Regions from separate parts of the Hordeum vulgare genome. Here region 2 is linked to region 1. Evidence: chromatin contacts called from public Hi-C data. All regions are on one chromosome and are shown on one strand. Each heading gives the region's core, a stretch centred on a gene start, on an enhancer-like site or on the middle of the called end of the contact. The rest is flanking DNA. Distances are from core to core; before and after follow the strand shown.

What was found. A called contact is a pair of places that touch in the nucleus more often than the background predicts.
Region 2: a Hi-C map of leaf shows a contact between it and region 1, with 3 times the contacts expected there. The contact joins the promoter of LOC123428466 here to the promoter of LOC123428462 in region 1. A contact is called at or near these places in 2 of 6 Hi-C or Micro-C datasets (leaf and seedling).

Annotation. Positions count from the first base shown.
Region 1 is chr2H:654,458,804-654,464,320 of MorexV3_pseudomolecules_assembly, reverse strand. It overlaps LOC123428462 (nudix hydrolase 26, chloroplastic-like), which reads right to left and starts at 1,967. Exons shown (of 6, transcript XM_045112673.1): 1 at 1,715-1,967; 2 at 1,576-1,626; 3 at 1,336-1,428; 4 at 1,033-1,127. The coding sequence starts at 1,930.
Region 2 is chr2H:654,757,025-654,762,277 of MorexV3_pseudomolecules_assembly, reverse strand. It overlaps LOC123428466 (exocyst complex component EXO70A1-like), which reads right to left and starts at 3,531. Exons shown (of 13, transcript XM_045112678.1): 1 at 3,316-3,531; 2 at 3,116-3,211; 3 at 1,877-2,082; 4 at 1,580-1,780; 5 at 1,339-1,477; 6 at 1,044-1,256; 7 at 1-177. The coding sequence starts at 3,471.

The DNA.
Region 1 (5,517 bases), core at 718-3,217:
AAATGTTTGGATTCCAATTCATTAGGAAGCTTCATACAACCGGATGCATTATGAAAACTTCAGATCAGTACAAGCGTGACCATGGGTGCATGTGAGTGGTTGGATAGATTCAATATGCTCATCTCACAGTTTAATGTCTCATCAGACTTTCCTGCCCATTCCTTCATAAGGAGGTTTGTATTGAATTTTTGTCTATGCATCTCATATAATTTATTTCCAATGTACTACAGCTGGAGTCATGTATGTGCACATGCATACCGTGCAAGACAAGTGTGCACAGCATACTCCGCACATGCATACAAGTGCATCCAGTGAAATGAGTTGTTAGCAATAACAGGTTGAAATGTAAAGGAGCACATGCTAGGTATAAGGTGTTGAACTCCGACTTCTAACAATACAAAAAGTTGAGATGGATCTGTAACATCTATGTTACATACAACTATGGCATATACAATCTTCCATGGTAGCTGTAAGCTTATAATGCATAAAGTTTAATGGATAATGAAGCATGTTCTGATGTCAGTATGGATATATATAATAAGGCATGCTGTCATATCATCATGGACACTTATGGTACGACGTACTTTCAAATGGGTTTTGCTAACAACTTGACTGACATCAGATTTACTTGGAGAATAGCTACATCCTACTCCCTCCGTTCCTAAATATAAGTCTTTTTAGAGATTTCACTAGAGACAACATAAGAAGCAAAATGAATGAATCTACACTTTAGAGTATGTCTATATACATCCGTATGTAGTCCATAGTGAAATCCCTAAAAGGACTTATATTTAGCAACGGAGGGAGTACATGTCATGAATAATAGTGTGGTTGTTGGGCAGAGAGAGTTGTGCAACTGCTATGGCTATGCAGCTATATCTTGGGGTTGCAGTATTCTGTCTGTTAAGTGTCAATTGGTATGCCTGTGCATTAAAATGATTCTTGTAGGACTATCCTTGAAACAGATAAAAGCCAGCAATAAACTGTGCTTACTAGGCATCATTCTTAGCACAAGCAACACAGCAGGCTTACCACTTCTGAGCCTGGCCCTTCCAGTTTGTTCCCCACCTAGCATTCAGCTTGTCTTTGACATCCGCGGGGAAATCATATGTCAACCAATTGGGGGCCTACACGGACACACGCGAAGCGATCAGCAAGAAACCTTTTTGTTACGAAAACAAATTCATCTAGCTGCATATTGGGTGGAGAGACACTAGAGATTTACCACTACTTAAGACAGTTGAAATTGACCAATTCATTCCAGCTATGCTTGAAAGTAAATCATGATTATAACAACATGTGAAGAAAGTGATGGACTGCCGAGTGCCGACTGACCTCGGCGACAATCTCGGCGGATCTAACACCGGTTTCTTCCCTCAATTCCCTGATGGCAGCTGCTCGCGGCTCTTCCCCTGGGTCTATCCCACCCTGTGGCGACACAGAACACTAGGAAAATCAACAACGGTCCGGTATCACGCGTACCAGGATGCAGCACCAACGATAGTAGTAATCGATAATTAGGCTGACGAACGACGAGTTTCACTGGCCGTCAGACTGTTGTTTTAGTACTAGTACCTGAGGCATCTGCCACGCGGTGGGGATGTCGATCCTGGACGCGGAGAAGATCTGCGGGAGGAGAGAAGCGATCAGCGAGAGAGTGGGGCATGGAGAGCGTCAACGGGGACGGCGAGGGGGGAGGGGAGGGGTGGGGTGCCTTGGTGAGGGAGGGGTCGGCGAGGCAGATGCCGACGTTGGTGCGGTAGCCCTCGGGCGGCGAGTCCATGGAGGCGAACACGGCGAGCGGCGAGGCCGAGCAGGAGAGCGGGCGGCGGCGGGCGATCCGGGGGAGCCGGAGGACGGCGGCGGCGGCGGCGGCGGAGGAGGAGATGGTGGGGGTGAGAATGAGGCAGCGTGCGGCGGCCACCGTCATCGGTCCACCCGCAAACCCAACCCAATCGATTGGGGAGACAACGAGAGTGGTGGGACGGACGGCGGCCAGCGGATTGGGTGGCGCGCCGGCCTGCTTTCGCACATGCCAGGCCCAAAATGGGATTGCCTGTATTACTACGCTCAGGGCCGTGGGCTCAATAGAGATAACCTTTTTTTTCCTTAGGCCTTAACAAAAATCTCGGAGAAAACCGGCCAATTCATTGCTTTTGTTTATACTCAGTCGGCAACAAGGTACAACTATGTTCCTCTTTCGTCAGTTGCTATGTTTGTAGCACTGGCAATACTTTTAAGCCAATGTCTATTATATTGTACTATCAAAATAGTCCGTGCGTTGCAACGAAACAGAAAATAACACACGCTCTGAACGTAATATATTTTCACATGGCATCACATTTGTGTTGCCAACGATGACCTTAGTGCTCACACAGAGAAAACGCGTTTGAATGTACAGTCACTCGGAATAAGATGAGAAATATGTTGTTTCTCCCCACGAGGTTTTTCAAAGATGTGCATGTGTGGTTAACGATGTTTTCTTTTCTCTCAATTTGGTTTTAATTTAGTGGATGTTTATTGCAATTCGTATCGTCATCGGAAATAGAAAAAAAGGACCGTGCACTACAGATTAAGTTTGCACCAAAAAATATATTTAAGAAGTATTCAACAGCTAAAAATAACATCCTATTTAGATTCTACACATTTTTCTAATCAAATTTCATATATAACATGTTAAAATCGAAGATACGGTTTAAAAGATATGGATAATTTTGTTTTAGATAAAATGTGGATTGATTAACTGAAAAGTCAGTTTTTTTTTGTTAAAACGAAAAAAAGTTTCGACTGACTTAAATCCGAACTGCGGGTTGATTACCTGAAACATCAGGGGGTTTTCTTAAAAAGACAAAAAAAAGATTAGTTTTCTGACTTAAATCCGGACTGCAGGTTGATTACCTGAAACATCAGGGGGTTTTCTGGAAAATGCAAAAAAAAAGATTCATTTTCTGACTTAAATCTAGACTGCGGGTTAATTTCAGGAAACGTCAGGGGCATTTTTATAAAAGTGACACGACGGACGACAGAAGCGAACGACGCTTTATTATTAGGGAGAGTAAACTATGAGTGAACCCTCTCGAGCAAACTAACTCGCGCCATATGAGTCTATGTTATTATTTTATTTTGCGAGAAACCATGCGAAGTTCATAGATAGACGAAATTTTGAAAAATAAACATCAACATATTCCAGGGGACCAAGGCAGATGAGATATGTGACAAACGGAAAGAAATATGTACCACAATCACAACATAAGCAAAATTGATCACCCTTATGTATCTGGAAGGAATAGAAAAAAAAAATCGGTGAAGATGACACATCGATCATAGAAAGGGAGCTAGAACAAACGGAGTATAAGAGTGGTCAACCATGGCTGATTGCTTTTGTATATGAGAAGCCTTGATTGTGGTTTTATTTTGCTGCTTTTGTGTATGGGAAATCTTGACTGTTTTTTTTTGCTGGTTTTGTATATGAAAATTTCAGATTGTTGATTTGTGTTATCCATTGTTAGAAGGAAAGTGTGGTTGAGCATGCCTGATTGATTTTGCATATGTGAAGCCTTGATTGCTGGTTTTGCATATGAAAAATTTAGATTGCTGATTTGTATTTATCTCTCGATGGAAGTAAAGGGTAATTGAGCATGATTGATTAGTTTTTGTATATGGGAAGTCTTGATTGCTTTTTTATTTTGCTGTCCTTCGATTGCACGCGCGCGGGGAGGGGCGTGGGGTTGGGTACAAGACGTACCACGTATCGACAACACCCTCAAGAGGGAAAACGATGCAGAGCGCCATCATCGCCGAGTTCACCGAACAAAGGTCTTCACCTGAAGCCTTGAGACACAAAGAAGAACCACAATCACATCTTCAAGAAGAGCACGGCACCGCTGGCGCCAATGCACGGAGCTTTCGCGAGGCAACTCACCCATGCCAATACGAGGCTGCCAAGAGGAGCACCATGATGTAAGATCCCCATATCCGGATGAGGACGCCACCTCTCTGGAAGAGAGAGCACGTCCGCGCTACCCGCCACCTTACATACCGTTGCCCACACAATCCGGGAAGGAAGCCACCATCATCGAGATGCTGCCCGCCGGAGAGCAAGCATGCAAACCGCCATCCGAGGCCACCGCCCCGGCATCACCGTCGCGAGATACCGTTGGTCGCGCACCTCACGCCGCACACAACCATGGTAAGATGAGCGAAACCAGTCCATTAACCCTAGCCCGGCATCAGTCCCCAAGTTTGGATAGACGCCTTCATCATAGGCGACATCTACACATACGTCCCCTGCCAATACCGAGTGGACTGGGAGAGACATGACTCCAAGACTGTCGACGGCCGCCGACAAGCTTGCCACAAACCTGTGGCCAGGCGAGCTCACATGACGCCATGTCCACGGTCACCTACGTTGATCCATGCACTACGGGAATCAAGATGTTTACGGTGAGGCGCTAACAGACGATAAAGACTTGTATATAGACGATAAAGATTTTGCCGTCAACCAACAGACGACAAAGCTTGATGTCATACTATGAACGGACAAAGAAAACTTTGCCGTCAGCCAAACTACAACTTTGTCGTGAGCTAGACCAATAAGAGATGGCAAAAAACATGATCTTTGTCATCAGTCCAAATGTGCTCTTTGCCGTTAGGAGGATTAAACCACAGACGACAAAGATTTCTTCTTATTTTAATAAATTTGCTTCACGCACAACAGAGAGTGGTGAACGATACACTATGCACACATCATCAGCTAATAAAAAAATAATTTCTTCACACACAACATCGTGCCCAACAACCGTACTCAATCCAAATCGGAACGACGCCGAGCTCACCGGAGCAAAAGGTGCTCGCCGCCCGTGCCAAGGGGGTCGTGTCGCGTGTCGTCATTGTCGACGGCCGACCGTTCCTTGTTGTTGTTTAGTGGCCGTGTCGGAGGGAAGATGACGACATAGCTGCACTCGACAATGACGGCGGAGCTGCACGAGGCGAGGCGGCTGGCCACAGGGGACGGGCGGGACGACGCCGGACATACATGCAATGGGTGCGAAGTCTCGTTTCTCGTCGACGAGCGGGCGCCACACCGGACGGACGACGAGGGGTGCGGAATCCGGCGAGGGTAAGGCGGGCGGGCGGGCTCTGGCCAGCGACGCGCTGGTGCACGGTGGTGCCGGATGATTGGGCGGGCGGGCAGGCTCTGTCCAGCGACGCGCTGGTGCACGGTGGCGCCGGATGATTGGGCGGGCGGGCGGGCTCGGGAACTGCTATGCGTCCACTGACGGACGTGTACTATACGTCCACCACCTCGATGGCCGTTGGATCTACCGTGGGCAGTCATCCGATCAATTTCCTGCCACGCCTTGTTTGTCCTCTCCCCTACTCATTAATTCCCGCAACGACGATTTTGTTGCAGAAACCACTGCTTCGTCCGAGCCTCTACAAATCCGCGTCGTGCAAAGATCTGCAGGAGAAATACGTGTAAAATATTTTCTGCAACAAAGAGTTTATTATGGAAAC
Region 2 (5,253 bases), core at 2,282-4,781, 300 kb before region 1:
ATAGCTGGTAAGAGGATGCACATCTCCATCAGCTGTCGTATTCTTAGGCGACTCCTTCACAATGCTGTCTTTGAAGTCAATGAGAGTCTTCTTTGCTGCTTGTGCTAAACATTTGACTAAAGTAATTGCAGACTTCCGGTTTTCAGCACATTCATCTCCCACAAAGATTGTTTCAACCTAAAAATAGCCAACAAATGAAAATACACATTCAAATAGCATGTAAATGCTGCCACGCCACACACACATGCAGTACTATATAGGAATACGGACATATGCTTTAACAAGCCTGAAAAATAGGTGTCACTGTTCAAGTACAGTGTCAAAATTGTTCAGTCACTGCAGTGAATGTACCATGATAAACAGCGACCAACAAACAAGTTAAATTCACTGCAAAGATAGTACTCCCTCCGTTCCTAAATATAAGACCTTTTAGAAATTTTACTATAGACAAAATACGGAGAAAAATGAGTCAATCTATACTCTAAAATATGACTACATACATCCGTATGTAGTCCATAGTGGAATCTCTAAAAGGTCTTATATTTAGGAATGGAGAGAGTATACACCATTTAACTGAAGAAACAAGGGCATGCATATATGAATCATGGTATTTGCACCTTTAGATGGCACCTACAATCCTATATTTCAAATTTATGTCAGTTCTCAACCTAAACCTATATGACTATCTTTCAGAATATTTTCTACACCCAGTTCATCATATATGGATTGGCTTGAAGACGGTAAATTTCTTGTAATTAGCACAGGTTGTTGGTGTGTATAAGAGCCTATGTTTTCTTTCTAAAGGTCTAACTTCAATATTGTCAGAGAAATAAAGGGTGTGTGGTCCAGATGGGCATTCTCAATTATTGTCAATAATCTACATACATCGTATGCAGTGCATGTAATAAGCAACACAGAGAATCTGGAAATAGATGCACAACACAAGCATTCTGTTAGGGAACAGCGTTAGTCTAAGTACAAATAGTGTCATTCACAGCATTCGCGACAATAGACAAATGAAGTACCAGTAACTGAAAATTCACCTCAGATTGAAGTTTCAATGTTGCGTCAAACATATCTAGCAGCAAAAATACTTTGTCTGGTGATGTCTTGGATTCAGTAATAGCTTGTCCAAAACTGAGTAGATTCAAGAGGGTTTTGGATGTTGCTGCAGCAAAGCAATGGTCTTTCCATGCATGCTTCCCTTGAAAAATTTGATCACACAGTGCACGTTCACTAGGAAAAAGCAACTTTACCTGTTCAACAAACAGTCAGCTATTATTGACAAACATCATTTTACAGTGCAAGCCTTATGTGGTCAAAATTCAAGAGCCTTACCGCAATCTGCAAACATTGGATCCAATGAGCAATTTTAGCATTCAGGCTCTCAGCCTGCGCAGCCTGTACTTCTTCTGCCTGAACATATTCAACTCCCAATTGCTTAAGGGTCAGTTCCAAAGTTGAACTCCGAATATCTCTGGAAGAGTGAAGGAAAATATCATGGGCACGCAAATCACGATATATGGTAACACTGCACTGCAAGTATGCCAGGCAATTTGAAACTTGGAGAAGCTTGCACCTGTATATTTTCACAAACTGTTGATGGCAACCAAGTTCGACTGATTTCTGAGCTAACTTTGAGAGTCGAGGCACGTAGCGCGGATCAACGAGCGTAGGAAGAGAGCGCACCGCACCCGGATTTGGCTGGCTTTCAGCAGAATCTTTCGCTGATGAACGGCTTGGAAGACAGCTGAGAAGATGCTCAAGCTCTACCGGTTTGCTATAGCCAATCATCCAGAATACAATGGTTAGTTCCCTGTGTGATCATGTATGCACAAGTGAGAAGTATGTGCCTAAGCAAATGGACAAACTGAACCTGCATTCTGATAGCACCCTACTGAATTCATTCTCCAACTCGGCTGCTGCCTTGTGAAGCAATTCATCAACACGTTTGAGCGCGTCGTCACCGGCTTTACCGATTCTTTTGGAAGTGAAGAAATCCTCGGCGCTTTTTAACTTATCAACCGCCTCGAGATATGCAGTAACACTCTTGCTCGGACTTTCCAGTATCACCGCCTCTGCCTGTACAAATGAAGTTCAGTGGAACATTAGCATGATCTGGCAACATGACAATGACAATATACTCTCATTCAATAAAAAGGCCCATGGGGAAAGTGACCCCTGTTTCTCTAGAATAAAAGGGCCAGTTCTGCTCAGCTAATACAGTATGTTAGACCACGCATACAAAACGAGCAGCATCAGTGGAAATCGTCCACCATAACCAAACCAAACTAAGTCTAAGTCTAAGACTAGATCCTAGCACAGGGTTGAATACAAGGACGCGCCGACCGCGAGCTGTCGAATTTCTGCTCTTCTGCAGGAATGGGCAGTTGTCAGTTAACCCTGGCACTGCATCCCCCCATTTCGGCACAGTGCACGCTCGCATTGCAGCAGTTTCCAACACATACTCTAGAGTTAGAGCCCACTGACGGCTCGAGATATGAGGGGCACGCCGCCGCACTCGAAACCGCGAGCAAAATCGCTAGGCAGCACCATTACGCCGGCCGGCGGGAGGCGCGGAGAGACGCGAACCTAGAGAAGCAGGATACGACGCACGGATTCGGTGCCACGCCGGGGCGCACTCCCGCCAAACGGCGCAGGTCGGGCGGCGGCGCGAGTTGCGCTGCCACCGGACCCCTCGCGTCCCGCACGTCGCCGCCCCGCCGGAGTAGGGGGCGGCTCCGACCCATCTGGGGAATGGGGGCCGGGCCGGAGCCCGGTGTGGGGAGAGACGACGGGAAACAGATCACGCATTTGGCCCAGCACGACGCGCTGGGACGGCCCGACACATATCTGGGCCTCGCGCCGAGAAACACTGGTACTGGGCCGGCCCAGGCCAGGTGATTGGCGTCGGAAATAGCGCGTCCGTGCCCGTGGAATGGATCAACGCGGGCGGACGACTCTGTTGGACCCCACGACTAGTCGACCCATGCTCCCGGTCTAGAAGCAGACACCACGACGAAATCGCCATCGCCGCCGGCGACGGCGGCGCAGGACGACGGCCGGCGACGAGCAAACCGATCGAAAGCAAGGCAGAAGAACCCATCGAACGTACCTCGCGCACGCCGTCGAGGTGCCGCACGACGGCCTCCACGGCGCGGAGGCTCCTGGCGACGTTGTCGTGGGCCCTGTGCGCGCTCCACGTCCTCGCCTGCAGACCACAAAGACAACGGCGAGCCAGGTGATGGACGGAGCGGCGTGTGCGACGAGACGAGAGTGGAGGGGATCATCGGCTGGCTATAAGTAATTCGGAACCTGGGCGGGGCGCACGGCCTCGTCGACGGCGGCCATGCGGCGGCCGATGGAGGCGACCGCGGCGGCCGAGCCGTCGCGCACAGCCTCGCTCCTGCACATCGAGTTGCGCAGCAAGCTCGCCTTCTCGCGCAGCAGCGCCGCCTCCGCCGCCACCATCGCCGTCGCACTCGTAGCACGCTCCGTCGAAGTCGAAGAAGCAAAACAAGCCTGTGGTTATTCGTACAAGATATTTAACCGGAGGGGGTATTTATTACTATATTTTTTAGTACAATCGACACTCACGCGCAACTCAAGCTGTTTCTCTCGCGCGTGCAGCTACGCGCTTCATTTCTTTCTTCTTAGGAGTATATTTAATTTGTTTTCCTTTGACAAATTCCTTTTCTTATCTCCTAAGGTTAAAAGGAAAAATCATGACCGAATGAATGAAAATAAATACTCTAGAGAAACAGGGAGTGCTAACTATGGGTTAGAGGGAGTACTAACTAACTATCTATTTTTGAGACTTTACAAAGATATTCCTGGTTGATCCTTGCTTCCAGTGTTAAGTCACCGTCTTCACAAAATGAAGAAGAAAAATACACTCATGGTAGAAAATCTTCACTCATCATATGGCAATTAATAATAATAAAAAAATTATGCTTCTAGTGTTAAAATTAATATTAGTAAAGGATTTACAACATACTCTCTCCGTTCCAAAATATAAGACCTTTTAGGGATTTCACTAGGAGACTACATACGGAGCAAAATGAGTGAATCTATACTCTAAAATATGTCTATGTACATTCATATGTAGTTTATAGTACAATCTCTAAAATGTCTTATATTTAAGAACGGAGGGAGTATATTCGAATTCATTGCCCACCATTATTTTCTAGATTTTTCTGTGCTAACGTTTCCTCGACTTCTAGAAGACGACACTTCTAGTGCCATTTGTTTGCCTACCACAACTTTCATGTGTGTGTGATTATTGCCCAATGGTGCTACTGGTTGAGCGTTTCAATTATGATTATTGTCCAGAAACCGCCAAGGAAGATCCTTACTTCCGGTGATAACTAGCGGCACAATGATCCACTAGCTTTAAGAAAATATTCATTCATCACATAATACAATTGGAAATGGGGATTTAATTTAATCCTTAAAAGGTGAATGTAAAACATATACCTATTCAATATTTACTAAATCATATTACACTAATATTTGTGTGGTTGTGCGCGGGCAACACGCTTGGTGTCATGGTTGCGTATCACGGCTTTCACGTACATGAGATTAGCCAGCAGTGCTATCCGCTGGATGTTTTAATTATAATTATCACCTAGAAACCATCACTGGATGGCCCTTACACCGACCCACTAGCTCTACAAGAAATCATTATTTCATACTGTGAAAAGTTTAACAATGGATTTAAATTAATCCATGAAATTGAGAACTTAGAACATATATATTCATATTCATTGACCACCATTATTCGCTAGATTTTATTGTGCTAAATTTAACCATGGATTTAAATTGATCCATGAATTTGAGAACTTATAACATATATCTTCATATTCATTGACCACCATTATTCACTACTCCCTCTGTACCTAAATAATTATATTTGGAGACAACTAGTCTAATTCTCTCCAATTACAATTATTTAGGTAAAGAGGGAGTAGATTTTGTTGTACTATTTTTTTTCACAAATACGCTGGTGACGCGCTCGGCGATATCGGTTTGCCAACCATAGTTTTCGCACGCATGTGATAGGTCATCGTGACACTGACCAAGTGTTTCAACTATAATAATCATCCAAAACCCGTTCATAGACGATCCTTTGCTTCCGGTGGTAACTAGCAGTACAATGATACATCAGTTCTATTGAAAATATTCATTCATCACATAGTACATTGGAAATCGGGATATAATTTACTCCTTAAAAGGAGAATGTAAAATATCTTA